Regions from separate parts of the Anser cygnoides genome. Here region 2 is linked to region 1. Evidence: chromatin contacts called from public Hi-C data. All regions are on one chromosome and are shown on one strand. Each heading gives the region's core, a stretch centred on a gene start, on an enhancer-like site or on the middle of the called end of the contact. The rest is flanking DNA. Distances are from core to core; before and after follow the strand shown.

Region 1 (6,550 bases), core at 1,658-4,157:
ATCTCATGGTACAATGTGAGCAAACTTCCTATCTGTGAAGAAGGGAAGCAGAGGAGCCTCTGGGGAGCTGGAGTGGATTTTCCCTCCTTCCCATCAGGTGCTACTTTTACTGCAGAGCTGAGGTATATCCAGAAGCCTGGGTCAGGGCTGATGGGGAGCTCTGCAGCCCCACTCGTGAGGATGCTTGGTGTCTGTGCTGCATCTTCATTGTGCCAGCAGTGTGTGCAATGGTTTATTTGGGGTCATGCTACCTAAATATGGGACCCTGCTCTCACATGGCTGGGTCCAGATAAAGAACAAGGTGGTGTGAGAGAGCAATGTGCTCAAACCCAGGCTGCGAGGGGCAGGGGCTAGTGATGGCATGGCACTGGGGCTGGCAAGCTGCTTTTGCATTTCTTTCTCTCCCAAAATTTGAGGCTGTGTCCAGAGGGATACCTACAGCAATCTGGTTGTTGAGGGAGGAGAAGAAGGTGTTGTGTACTTCCATAGAACAGGGGTCCTGCAAGGATCCATGGCTCATGCAGAAGGGCAGAGCAAATGAATGAGTTTTGTACTGTTCTGGATCCAGTGCTAGTCATATACAGCAAAACCAGCAGGAACCCAAGTAGATACCTTTGGGATCCAAGTGCTTATTTTGATAGTGTGGTTATGTTTGGATTTGTGCTTGTTGTTTTTTCTTTTTTTAAAGGTGTAGTGGATTAATCCTGGCTTGTGCAGTTGTTGTACCGTAGTTTGTTTTTGTGTTGTAAGGGGCTTGGCAATGGTGTCAGGAGACGTGCTCCCTAAGTACTCTTATTATTTATCCTCATTGTACAAGCTGCACCAAATAAGTACCAGGCATTTCCAGAAATTGCTATTGATTGGGCAACTGCGTTTACAAAGCTAATCAATAAGTTTAACCCCCACCATATATTTATTTGTGATACAACTGCTCTCTTTGTGTGCCTCATGTGCTTTCCAGAGCTTGTAATTTGTCCAGTGTAAATAGCTGATTTCATCCTTTTTCCTGGGGAAAAAATAGCCCTGCTATTATAACACTGTGCCTCTTCTGGTGAGGGAGGTGTATGTGTCTTCCTGTCTTTAGGGTGGGTAATTTCACCCTTCACAGGAAGAAGATGAAGGGATGGGAAAGAGCCTTGTTGTTTCCTGAACACCAGAGTTACTGCAGTCTCCTGTGGATTTTTGTCCTTTGGCCTTTTCATCCTACTTCTGTTTCTGCCATAACAACCCCAGCTCTTTTCACATGGCTCTTCCTGTGACTCTACAGCACAGAAGATAACGTAATGCTGTAGAGGGACAGAACCGTGCAAGTGCTTGTTGGACAGGCAGGACATACACCCTGTTTCCAAAGGGTTGTGTAGCATAGGCCTTTCCACAACAGGGACCTCATCTGGGTCTTTATGTCTACTTCCAGGGTTCTTCCAAACGCTGGATACTTCTTGCTGCCAAAATTTCTACTGGTCCTTTAGATATGACCAAATTGGGTCAACAGTTACGAAGTTCAGTGTGAAGGTTGGATGGCTGAAGGGTCATCAGAGTGTCAGTCCAAAAAGTCATCTGTGTGGATGGCTGAATTGCCAAAAATATTTTACTGAAGTCCAGATGTCTGGAAATCAGAAGAACTTGGATAGCTTCCTCTTCTGGTCTCAAATGATTTTGCTCATTCATGCTGCACTGGCAGTTCTAGATCCTCTAGGGTGAGGATGAGAGCACACAAAGCTCTTCTGAAGGATTTCCCCACAAACTGGAAGCACCAGGATTTTGCAAGATCATCTTCTGTAGTGTGGGACTATGACTAAATAGACCTTGGTGGTTCTTGCTTCATTACAGATGACAATGCCCTGTGTGAACTTGGATATGTGAATGCCCCCACCTCTGTTCTCCAAGGAGAAACAGACCCACACTTGACCTCTGAAACCCAATGCTCCAACGCTTCTCCAGAATTTCCCACTCTGATCTGTACAGTCACCACAAATTGGCCCAATTTTGGACTTCCCTCTTGCAGAGAGTGGCCATTAGATCCAACAGGCTTACGTGCTAACAAGGTTTTTCCAGGATTTTGAGATTTTTCTTAGGAACTATTGCTCTGATCGTAAGGCCAAAAATGAGGTAGTGCAGAAAGTGGTGTGTAAGAATGTTAATTATTTCCCGAACAGTAATACTGGTAGTTTCTATTGTATTCCTTCAAAAAAAAGAACTTGTTGACCTTCTTCAAACATTGTAAACAAGGAAGCTGAAGTCTCAAACAACCCTGTTTCTAAAAGCTTCTTGCAAAAATCAATGATCAGGCAATAGTGTGCCCTGTGTACGAGATTGTGGGAGTTATCAGAAGTTAGATACTGCTTGGCCAGTTGGATGAGCGTCCAGCTGGCACCCAGCCTGAAACATGCCATAGCAAAAGCTGCTTCTTGCTCTGCTGGTAGTTACAGGACATGGGAAGGAGCTGATCTTGTTGGAAAGGGGGGAGAGTTTGGAGGATGTCATCAGTCCTGGAAGCATGGGCTGGGAAAGGGGCAGGTCATAGGGCCTGCAGAGGGGATCTTGGAGCACTGTGTGAAGGGAAGTGTGGGGGACACCAGGGTAGATGTGCTGGTGAAGTGAAGTCACACAGGATGTAAATTCTTGAATTGTGGAAAGAGGAATGCTGATGCCTGGAATGGCTTGGGTATTGATGATAAAACGTGAGAGATTAAATACTTGGTTTCTCATTCTAGGACTCCTGATGCTCACTTTCATCAGACTTTTAAAAGATGGTGTCTTTCTTTGGCAGTAGGTACAGTATAATGGTATATCAGGAAAGTAAAACTGACCTGTGTATAACTAGTGCTTCTGCTTAATATATGAGAAGGCTTACAGGCGGTGGAACTTAACTCCCAAAATATAAACCTTTGTCTTCTGACTTTACCTCAGATTATTTTAATTCAAGACTCTAGAAACAATTGCAATTAGCTCCTATTCCTTCCTTTTGCTCCTCTTTATACTCAGTTCCTTGTCCACACCCTCAGCTTCTTGGATCATTGACTCAGATGTTTAAATGGAAAAATACCCAGCTCAAGTTTATTGCAATGAGCAGAAGCAAAGAGGGTCTCTGTAAATATCTTGGTTCTTTGTATGCAGCTGGGTTCCCCTTTGTTTACTTGACTTCCCCAGTTATTTTCAAGCTGCTAAGGTCATTGCTAGTTAATAGTTGGCTAGAAATCAATAGACAGAGATGGTTAAAGATAAGTTTTAATAATGAGCGCAATCAAATTCTAGCAACTTTTATCTCTCTGCTGCTGCCAGTGGTGGCTGGTTTTTGTGCAATGACTACATTCATTTTCCAGCTGCACAAACTTCAGTGTTTTTTATCTTTGTAAAATACAGCTACCATAGCCCACCCTGGTGCCTCATGGTTAATGCTCTCTTGCTAGAGAACTGAGTTCAAGTGTGCTAAATGACTTCCATCAGTTTCAACAGGGTTTCCACCCAATGTTCACTGTTACCCAGGTAAAACAACTTCAAGATATCGCTGGAGTTAGCTGGAGATGGAGCACTGTCATCTCTTGACTCATCTTTGAACAGATGGAGAGCTTCTCCAAGTCCTGGTGAGCATTTCTACGAAGTTCAGCTGTCCAATGCATTCAGCACCTTCAATTGAGCATTATGTTGCAGCTGGATTTTTAACAGTTAAGCTCCATCTTGGAAGGGAGAACAGAGGGCTAGGATTTATGCCTTTAAGGTCCTGGTTTGCTTGGTTCAGAGTGTGCAGAGCAGTGCAAAATCTAACTGCTATTCCTCACCTGCTGGACCTCATTACATGGAAAACCAGATCTCTTGCAAATACCTCTCATGTTGAGTGATCATTAAAACACGTGTGTTGAAAGCATTCTAGAGACAGTGGCTGCTGCTGGGCTTTGGATCAGGTGCTGCATGATGCTGCTTGTGCTGGAGGTTCCTCAGCTCCCTGTAGCTTGCCAGGCAGTCCCGTGCCTGGCACCAGGTTCTCTTCCTGTGGGCTTTGCAGCATGTTTTTGGGTTGTGATGCAATGGCATGCTGTCCTGCTGCAGCAGACTCACCCAGATAGGCATGGCTGGCACTTGTGTGTGCTCAAGCAAGTAAAAACCTTACTCTCTACTGAAAGCCCTCTCAGATGTTTTCACAAATATAATGGGCTATGGGGATGGTCTGGGCTTGGAGTGCATACCAGGAATTTGAGGGACTCTCGCTCAGTTCTCTGTTCTGTCCCAGACTTCATCTTCTGCCTCAGGCAAGTTACGTCAGTGCAGTGACTCAGTTCCCTCGCAGTACAATGGAAATAGCAATGCTGTTCTAACTTGTGGGATTAGTTTGGTGATAAACACCTCTAGGACTTCAAGGTGCTGTGCTTCTGTGATCAGGACAGCCACTTCAGCACCTAATGTATGAAAAAGTGACTTGAGCTCTTGTACCTGCTGAATGCTTTGGGGAACATTTTTAACTGCCCTTTCAAAGCCTGTACTCATGCTCCACACCTGTAGGAACTTCTCTTCTTCCTTCCCTCCCTTGCTGCTGTCTGAGAGTTGACATTCTGGGGGAAAGAGGTGACCCCTTGGCCAATGGCACCGTGTTTCAATCCACTACAGACAAAATTTGATTTGGCTACTTGATCATGCCAATGGGGCACTAGTTTTATGGGATTGTTCACTGCAAATCCTGCTGGAGATGCATATTCTGAAGGATCCTAGCAGTAAGCTCATGAGGTCTGAAGTGGCACAAGGAAACATGGTAAAACATCTCATGGGTTTTGTTGAACATCCAGACAGTATAAGGAGCCAATTTTTGCTAGGAAACGAATGAAAACAGTTCACAGGTAGGGTATTTTGCATGCTTATGTATATGCAACATGCAGTTCCCAAACCCATAGGTGGTAGATGCGTTGCTGTTTTTTTATTAGTAGTGTACACTAACAGGCCATCTCACTGGTTCAAGGTGGTCATGCTTTTATAGGTAACCTGGGATGGAGTTTCTCTTCTGTGGCATTATCTAGCACATCAGCTCATCACCCTGTCCAGGAATGAACTTCTTGCTGGTTCTTCACTTTTAAATAATGTCCAATCTATTTAGAAGATAAATTCTCTGCATTAATGTTCTTGATAATACGTTAGAGCAAACATCTTGTCCCAGTTCTATCGGTCCCTCTCCTCTGTGGATTTTGGCCATAGAGCAGCGAAATCAAAGTACAGCAGCTGAGGATCTGTTCCTATTTCCAGTGGGCAAATCACAAGATATCTCTCAATCAACCTGTTAAATATAATTGAATTCCTCCTGATCCATCTTCTGGGGTTAGAGGCTGTTTGCTTGTCTGTTAGGATCAGCAGGTGGGAGCGTGGCTTCCTGGAGCTTGTGATAACAAAGTCTGTAAGCCCTGCTTTGTGCTCCCTGCCTCGGTGCTGTGTGAATGGCAAGTGGTCTGTCACACCTGGCACGGAGCCACGCCTGAAACCCAAACCTTTGCTGGGCTGATAAGCCAAGCCATGTAATGAGAAAGGAACACTCTGCCTTGCTTCTTAATGCTCAAGGGCGTGCACAATGTCAGTTTGTCCAAGGCAGGAAGGATTTGTTTGGAAAGGAAAAAAACAACAAACTTTTCTAATACCAAGCAAACAAAATGAGGTTTTGGATGTTTGGGGATAAGACTTAGAATCTGTAAGCGTTTGGCGCTCATTTGTTTCAAATAAGGCCAAGGTCACAAATGACCTGAAGTCATGGTTGTACTACTTGTTTTGCCTGAAGAACTGGCTTGGATTTGTGAATGAGGAGTAAACTTGCCTGAAATATCTGATTCTGTAAGACCCAACCTATTCGCTGCTTGGTGTGGTTTGGGGTTTTGGTCAAGGGAAGGATAGGGATGTTGACAAAACATTTTCCAACAGCTTGCAGACAATTTTTCTTTTTTTTCAAAAGGATGTTTTCTATGTGCAGAGCTCTTGAAGGGGGGGTGGAGGGGGGTGAGGGGAGGAGTTAAACCATTGCAACCCAAAAATTTTCTCCTTAAAGGCTTTGGACAGACCCTAAAGGAGATTTCCCAATTATTCTTGTTTTATTAAAATTGTTTTGTACTTGGTCATCGGGGGTGGTGGTGGAATCTTGTCCTAGCTTAAATCAGAATATCAGGTAGGAGATTGCATAAAGTTCTGGGCTCATTACTTTGGGTGCAGCACAGGCAAGTAGCAAAAACAACCTTCCCTTCCCTGACAAACGCCTGAACAGGAATGAGACAGGATGCAACAAGTGGACAAAATGAATGAGTGTCGGGAGGAGAACGAAATGAGGAGGAAGTTGTGCCTTGCCATGGGCCAGCCTGGTGCCAGATGGGTGTGAGGTGTAAGGCTTGTGGTACGGAAGAGTTTTAAGGAGCTATGTGAAAGATGCCACTCTGCCTGTTGGTGTGAATTTTGAAGCCAGCATGGTATAAAAAACTGTTTTTGGAACTAGCAACTGGTAGTTTCATCAACAGGACCTGAATGTGAATGGTGTCATGGGAGCTTTTCTTCACTGCCTCAGTCCTGTAAGTCAGGCTCAAAGGTTGTT
Region 2 (6,476 bases), core at 3,182-5,681, 190 kb before region 1:
CGGGGCTGTTTAGCCCCTGTGTTTGATCTTTGTCTTACGGCAGTGCATATGATGGAGATGGTACCAAACAGAGAGGTGGCACCTCTGGCTTTCTGAGCCACGATGAGCCTCTTTAGCGGGGCTGGCAGAGTATTACAGACACATCTATACGTGCTGGGTTTTCCCAAGGAGGAAAATGGTCTTCTATTCATCTGCTGCTCTCCTTACGTGTTCCAAGCTGATGCCTTAGTAGCAACAAAATTGCACGTCTACCCAGCTGAGCAGCTTACGGATCACCTGTAATCCACCCAGACGGGCGTTTCTGAGCATTTTCGGCACTTTTCAAATGCAATTCTGTGGTAGAGGCTCTGTGAGCTGAGCTACAGCCCAGAGCAAATTTATACAGCTGAGATCTAAATCCCTGTGAAAAATGCCGCCTTCTTATGGAAATCCAGCAGCAGGGAAAGCTGTGATGCCAACTTGGCACCGTGGCCAAATAACAGGGAGCCCTTATGAAAAAGGAAAAATGAGCAGGGGGTGAAGGGCAGGAGGAGGGGTAAAGCTTGGAATGGGGAAAGTTTCCAAGAAATCTGCTCCTTGAGCTTATTGAGTTCTTAGAGCAATATATCTCTATATATGTCCCTGGCCCTTGTGCTTGGAGAAGATCCAGGAGAAGCAGAAAGAACTAATCAAACCTCAATGAGAGCTGTTAGTAGCAAAATGAGTGCCAGCACAAAGGGGAAATTAAAGCAGCAAACAGATCCAAGAGGAAAAAAAATGCAAATGTTTGCTTTGTCTTCTTAGGGCGAGAATAAAACAATAATTGCAAGTAGCTGGCACCTAGTACTGGGGCTGAGTGCTTCCAGACCTGGGCGCAATCTCCACCTGCCTCCATGCAGAGGGGCAGGGTGAGGCTTGTGCTGGGCGATGGGTGATGAATGTTCAGCCCTGAAATGTAGGAAGCACCTGCTTGCTGCACCTGGCCTGCCAGAAAGCACCAAAACTGACCAAATTCAAAGAGACGGAGAGCCCGGTTGTCCTGGAGGTGGGGAACCCTGTTTGGAGTTGCAAGGAGGCAAGGATGCTCTGCGGCACAACAGCATGCGGCCCACCATCATTTCTGACGGGTTACTGCCCAGCAACGAGGCAGAATGAAATCTTTTGTGGTTTTGCTCATGACAGCTCTCTGGGAACATCCAGAGCTTGTTTGCGCTGAGGGTATTTGCCAGCAGTGGCCCCAGAAGTTGGACCTGGGCTGTGATATGGGTTCGTAGTGAACACAAAGGAGCCTGTGGGTCTGTCCCAGTTGCTTGTAGGAAGGCTGCTCTGCATGCAGACCCCAGCTTGCAGACTTAAGCTCAGGTCTAACCCTTATTTTTGGTTCTGCTGGGTGTCCCCACAGCCATGACCTGGCCAAGGGTGCTGAGCTCAGGGGCCTCCTTGCACGTGCCTGGCATCAGAGGAGCACAGCCTGGGCATTTTGGCACAGGGATTTCATCAGCACGCAGGTGTGTGAATCCCACAGGATTCAATGAAAATTAAGTGTTGTAGTTTCAGAAATCTGGTCCTTTTTGACTGGGCTCTGATTTGGGTGTCCCACCCACTGGTTAGTCCGATGGATGTTGTCAGCTTATTGTGCTCTTCCTGTTGTCCACTGGACTGACAATTCCTGTGCCCAATAAATGGGGAAAAATACCTCATTCCCAGCTTTTCCAGCACTGCCCTCTCCCTGCTGGCCAAACGCATGTCCCACCTGCCCGTTCATGCGTCCCCTGATACCACCGCTCACCTTCACGTAGTCGTATTCACAGAGGTAGGACGACTCCAAGTCGAAATGCATGAAGTACAGCTTGATTTTAAATCCCTCGGGCACGGAGATGTTCCACGTCACTTCCGAGTCGCTGGGATAGGAATCGGGGAAGTTTGGGGAGCGGATCTCCCCAAACATCTCCGTCAGCTCAACGGCATCCGCCACGCCGAGCAGCCAGGCACAGAAGGACCAGGCCAGGGGGTACCTGGAAAGCACACGGGGAAACCGAATGAAACTCTGGCCATCCCAAAGCCTGTCAGGGCTCAGTCTGGTTTTCCAAAAAATGCATTTTTTTTTCCCCCAAACCCTTACAAGTTTGTGTAAGGTTGCACAGTTGAGACAGACCAGTGTGCCAGGTTGGGAGAGGAGCTGTGGCACCATGCCACCAGCAGCGAACTCTCTGCAGGGACATGGAGGTGAGGGTGGGAACTGCACGTGGCTCTGAGGAGGGAAAACCCCTTAGAAAGGTGGGTGACGGAGGTGTCCCGTGGGATCCGAAGGCACCTCTGCAGCTCCAGGCACCATCAGGAGCTCCATGCTTCTCACTCCTGGCAGCTGCAGCCACCAGCTACACGTCTTTGGACTAACAGCTGATGGGCAAATCTTCGCTTAATACAAGAGTAAACATCACGATGCTTAATAAAATAATGATGCGTTCTGAATCGGTTTAATGAAAGCATCATGGCAATAACTAGTGTTGTTACTCCCGCTTAGCGTCACCCTGCCAAACGGGGATCACTGACTCTCAGCAAACAGCACGCTGCTTTGCAGCGGGGCGAGGACGGACCAGGGCCCCAGCAGCAGGACCTGCACATTGCTCCCCGCTAGCACACTCCTTTTCTTTTCTTTTCTTTTCTTTTCTTTTCTTTTCTTTTCTTTTCTTTTCTTTTCTTTTCTTTTCTTTTCTTTTCTTTTCTTTTCTTTTCTTTTCTTTTCTTTTCTTTTCTTTTCTTTTCTTTTCTTTTCTTTTCTTTTCTTTTCTTTTCTTTTCTTTTCTTTTCTTTTCTTTTCTTTTCTTTTCTTTTCTTTTCTTTTCTTTTCTTTTCTTTTCTTTTCTTTTCTTTTCTTTTCTTTTCTTTTCTTTTCTTCTTTTTTCTTCTCTTCTCTTCTCTTCTCTTCTCCTCTCCTCTCTTCTCTTCTCCTCTCCTCTCTTCTCCTCTCCTCTCTTCTCTTCTCCTCTCTTTCTTTTCTTTTTTCTTTTCTCTTCTCTTCATTTCTTACTTGCTCTTCTCTTCGCTTCTCTTTTACTTTTCCCTTCGCTTCTCTTCATTTTGCTTTTTCTCTTCTCTCTTCTCTTTTCCCTCTTCAGTTCTCTTCAGTTCTTAGGGTACCACTCACCCCAAATGAAGAAGGACACAGAAGTTAAGATCCACAGAGACCTTTTGTCATCAAACTCAGATTTAAAAAAAATCTGATCCAAGAGAGTTTGTCCCAGTTGCCAACTTGTTTGTGCCCGAGGAGGGCACAGAGGACAGCGATTGCAGGTCACCCTGCAGCCGCCAGCTGACTGCACACCAGCCTGGAGCTCCATTCGAGCAGGAAGGCGAGCGCCAGCGGAGCAGTTCTCAGTGCAAGGGGGGAGCAAGCCCCTGCCCGGGCTGGGGGTGCAAACTCGAACGCCCATGGCATTGCATGGGACCCGGCCGGAGGAGAGACCTCCGTCTTTTTACAGCACACAGAGGAACAGAAACATGCAGGAAATTAGAGCCATTAGAGAAAATTTCCGCTTTCTAAAATAGGTACTAGGGCCTGGCAGAGGCTTGTAGGTGTATATTACAGTCGCTGGAACTACCCACACGTGCACGCACACACGGTTTCAGAAGCAGGGCTTGATTAAGGTATGCTGATGAGGAAATTGAATCTATATAAGCGGATTATTTTTAACCTGTCTGCGTTCTTTCAAAACCAGGGCAGTAGTTTTCTGGGGCTCGTCTGTCTCGTGCTGCCGCTCGCCCCGGCCCCCGGGTACAAAGCAAAGTCGCGGGGCACCGACAAACTTGGGCCGACTTTTCATCCGAGCGGACTGAGGTTGAACATGCCTTTTTCTGACGGCTCGTCTGAAACCACAAAAATGTGCGAAGGGAAAAAAATCTGTTTCTCTTCTGCTCGGGGGCTGGCGGAAACGGGCATCACCCCCTCCGCTTCGCCTGGCCTTCAGCGCCGCCGGCTCGCCCCGCATCCAGCTCCTCTCCGCGAGTCCCGGTCCCGCTCCGGAGTGAAACCGGCGCCGCCCCCCAACCACCCCCCAGTGCCCCCCGGAGCCCGTGTGCGGCTCTCCCCCGCCGCATCGCCCCTCGTCCCGGAGGCACTCACCTCATGTCTCTGCCGGGAGAGCTCCCCGAGGGGCTGGGGAGGCAGGGGAGGGCGGCTGGCTGGGCGGCGGGGGCCGGCTTCGCCTCCTTCCCCACGCTCCGCTGTCCGCCTTATCTCTGGCCGGAGATTTGTGAGCGTGTGCGCGCCTCTGCGTGTGTGTCTGGAGTTGTCTGGCATTTTCCATGCAGGTCACGCCTTCCCCTGCCTGCAACGGTTCCCCACATCCCCGCACGCACACACGGACCTGCCTGCGCTGAAGGCTCTCTCCTTCTTCCTCTCCTCTCCTCTCCTCTCCTCTCCTCTCCTCTCCTCTCCTCTCCTCTCCTCTCCTCTCCTCTCCTCTCCTCTCCTCTCCTCTCCTCTCCTCTCCTCTCCTCTCCTCTCCTCTCCTCTCCTCTCCTCTCCTCTCCTCTCCTCTCCTCTCCTCTCCTCTCCTCTCCTCTCCTCTCCTCTCCTCTCCTCTCCTCTCCTCTCCTCTCCTCTCCAGCAACCGCTGAGAAGTTTTTGTCTTCCCTAAGCTCCAGAGTTTTGTGTGTGTGTGTGCCCATGCACATTGTGTGCTTTTTTTTTTTTTCTTTCTCCCTCTCTCATTTTTTTATCCTACAGTCTGCTTTGCCAGATGGCTAAAATTTGCCTCTCAATAGGGACGGGAGCCTCCAGCAAAAACAGAAGGCAAGAACGTGTGAAAAAAAAACCTGCACAGAAGTGAAGAGCTGCGGGGATGTGCTGCAGCTGGGACCCGCGCTCAGGACCCGATTTCAGCTTCTCCACCCCGAGCTGCTCTGGGCTTGGGGCTGCGGTCTGGTTCCTGCGAAACTTTCCGCTGGTGGCAGTCGGGATAAAGGCGAGAGCCGGCTGGGAACCTCCTGCAGGGCTCGGGGCTGGCTGGACTCTGCATTTTGTCCCAGGGCAAAAGAGCAGCTTCGGATGTGGACTCTGCTCGGGAGGGAGAGCTGCAGATGCCAAAGCTGCAGGTCCGAAGCCTGACTCCCTCCTGGCGAGGTGAGGACCTGCACGCTGCCCACCGAGCCATGGGACATTGGTTCCCCTTCCCTGCCCCAGGAACAAGCAAACCCCAAGCCCTCCTGCCTGCACAACCCGAATCGTTCCTTAGGGCTGCCTTAGGGTGCAAGTGGCCCCCTCGTCCAGAAACGCCAAGCTCGGAGACATCAAGAGCAAAACTTTCATAGCTGGTGACCAACTTCAGCTTGAGCTGGTTAACGTACACCCTGCAGACACCCCCTGGCAGGCACGGGTACAGCTGCGGCGCGTTAAAAGGCACAAAAACAAGGGGCAGGGAGACGGGGATGTGCTGGCACCGCTCCCCCAGCAGCAGCTCCCAGCCCTCCCCAGCCTCTGCCATTAAAGTGGCAATGGTAACTCGCCTGCCCCTTCGGCTACGTGCAGCCCCCCAGAAGCTGGGAGGGAAGAGGTCTGGGGGGAGGAAAATGGGGTGGTTTTTCCATTCCTTGCCTTTGTGCTCTGGGGGCTGACAGCTCCTTGGCTTTCAGCTCTGAAACCGCTTCTCTCGCTCCCATGGGTCCCTGGTTCTGTGCCGGGGAAGAAATGGCACCTAGGAGACTCAGCCGGGTAAAATAGAAAAATATGAGTGGAAAAGCACTGGAAGAATAGCAGGAAGGCTCTGGGCAAAGGGGAGATCTCACTCTGCCATTTTTTCTGCCTCTGTTTGGGAAGTTTTAACAGCTCATCACTGTACAAACACCAGCTCTCGCTCATGTTAACACACCCAGGCAAGCTGATCAAACTAATTAATAGCTCAGCAACGTGTCAAACGCAGGGCTTTATTTTTGCAGGCAAGTGTGCTCTTGTCTGAATACATTGTGATCTATTTTTTTCCCTGCCTGTTCTGCAGGGTGGGTCCTTCATGCACTCATTTTTCCACCATGACAACCTCCTATAGCTTTTTGGAACAACTCCTGCACTTCAGGAGCAGCTCTAAGCCTCGTGTGACACTTCCTTTGCCTGCTGATGCCTCTTTCAAGCCAGATCACTGAGGGCCAAAGTCTGTGTTTGCACTGCGAGGCTGGCAGTGGCAATGCAAGTTCAATGTGCATCCAGCCCGTGCTGCTGGGCACAGCAGGGTTGAAAGCATCCACGCCGACCGCGGAGCACTGGAGGGCAGGGGAGGATGAAAATCAATGCAGACCCCAGCAGCAGCACTCTGTGCTGCTTGCTCATATGCTGCAAACACCCCTCCCACGAGCACTGCCCGCTCACCTCCCTGCCTCCAGAAAGCAAATTCCCACCAAATTCCCACCGGCGTGCTCGGGATGCCAGCCTTGCATGGGCGGCTGCTGTTCCGCCATGGAGCTGGCCCTGCTCCGGGGCTGGCTGACCTCCAGCCAGGCTCTGC

Evidence for each region. Hi-C and Micro-C count contacts between places; a contact is called where the count stands out from the background.
Region 2: a contact with region 1 is called in a Hi-C map of liver, with 2.4 times the contacts expected there. The contact joins the promoter of MASP1 here to the enhancer-like site in region 1. A contact is called at or near these places in 2 of 7 Hi-C or Micro-C datasets (both in liver).

Annotation. Positions count from the first base shown.
Region 1 is chr9:16,237,593-16,244,142 of Taihu_goose_T2T_genome, reverse strand. No RefSeq gene overlaps it. Among named protein-coding and RNA genes, the nearest start is that of LPP, 48 kb to the right of the region's middle. Within about 2 kb of position 2,907, at least 1 of the 3 cell types and tissues checked has open chromatin away from gene starts, as enhancers often do. A contact at or near this core is called in liver, where this site is marked.
Region 2 is chr9:16,433,593-16,440,068 of Taihu_goose_T2T_genome, reverse strand. MASP1 (MBL associated serine protease 1) reads right to left here and starts at 4,431. Exons shown (of 16, transcript XM_048076878.2): 1 at 4,103-4,431; 2 at 1,769-1,994. The coding sequence starts at 4,107.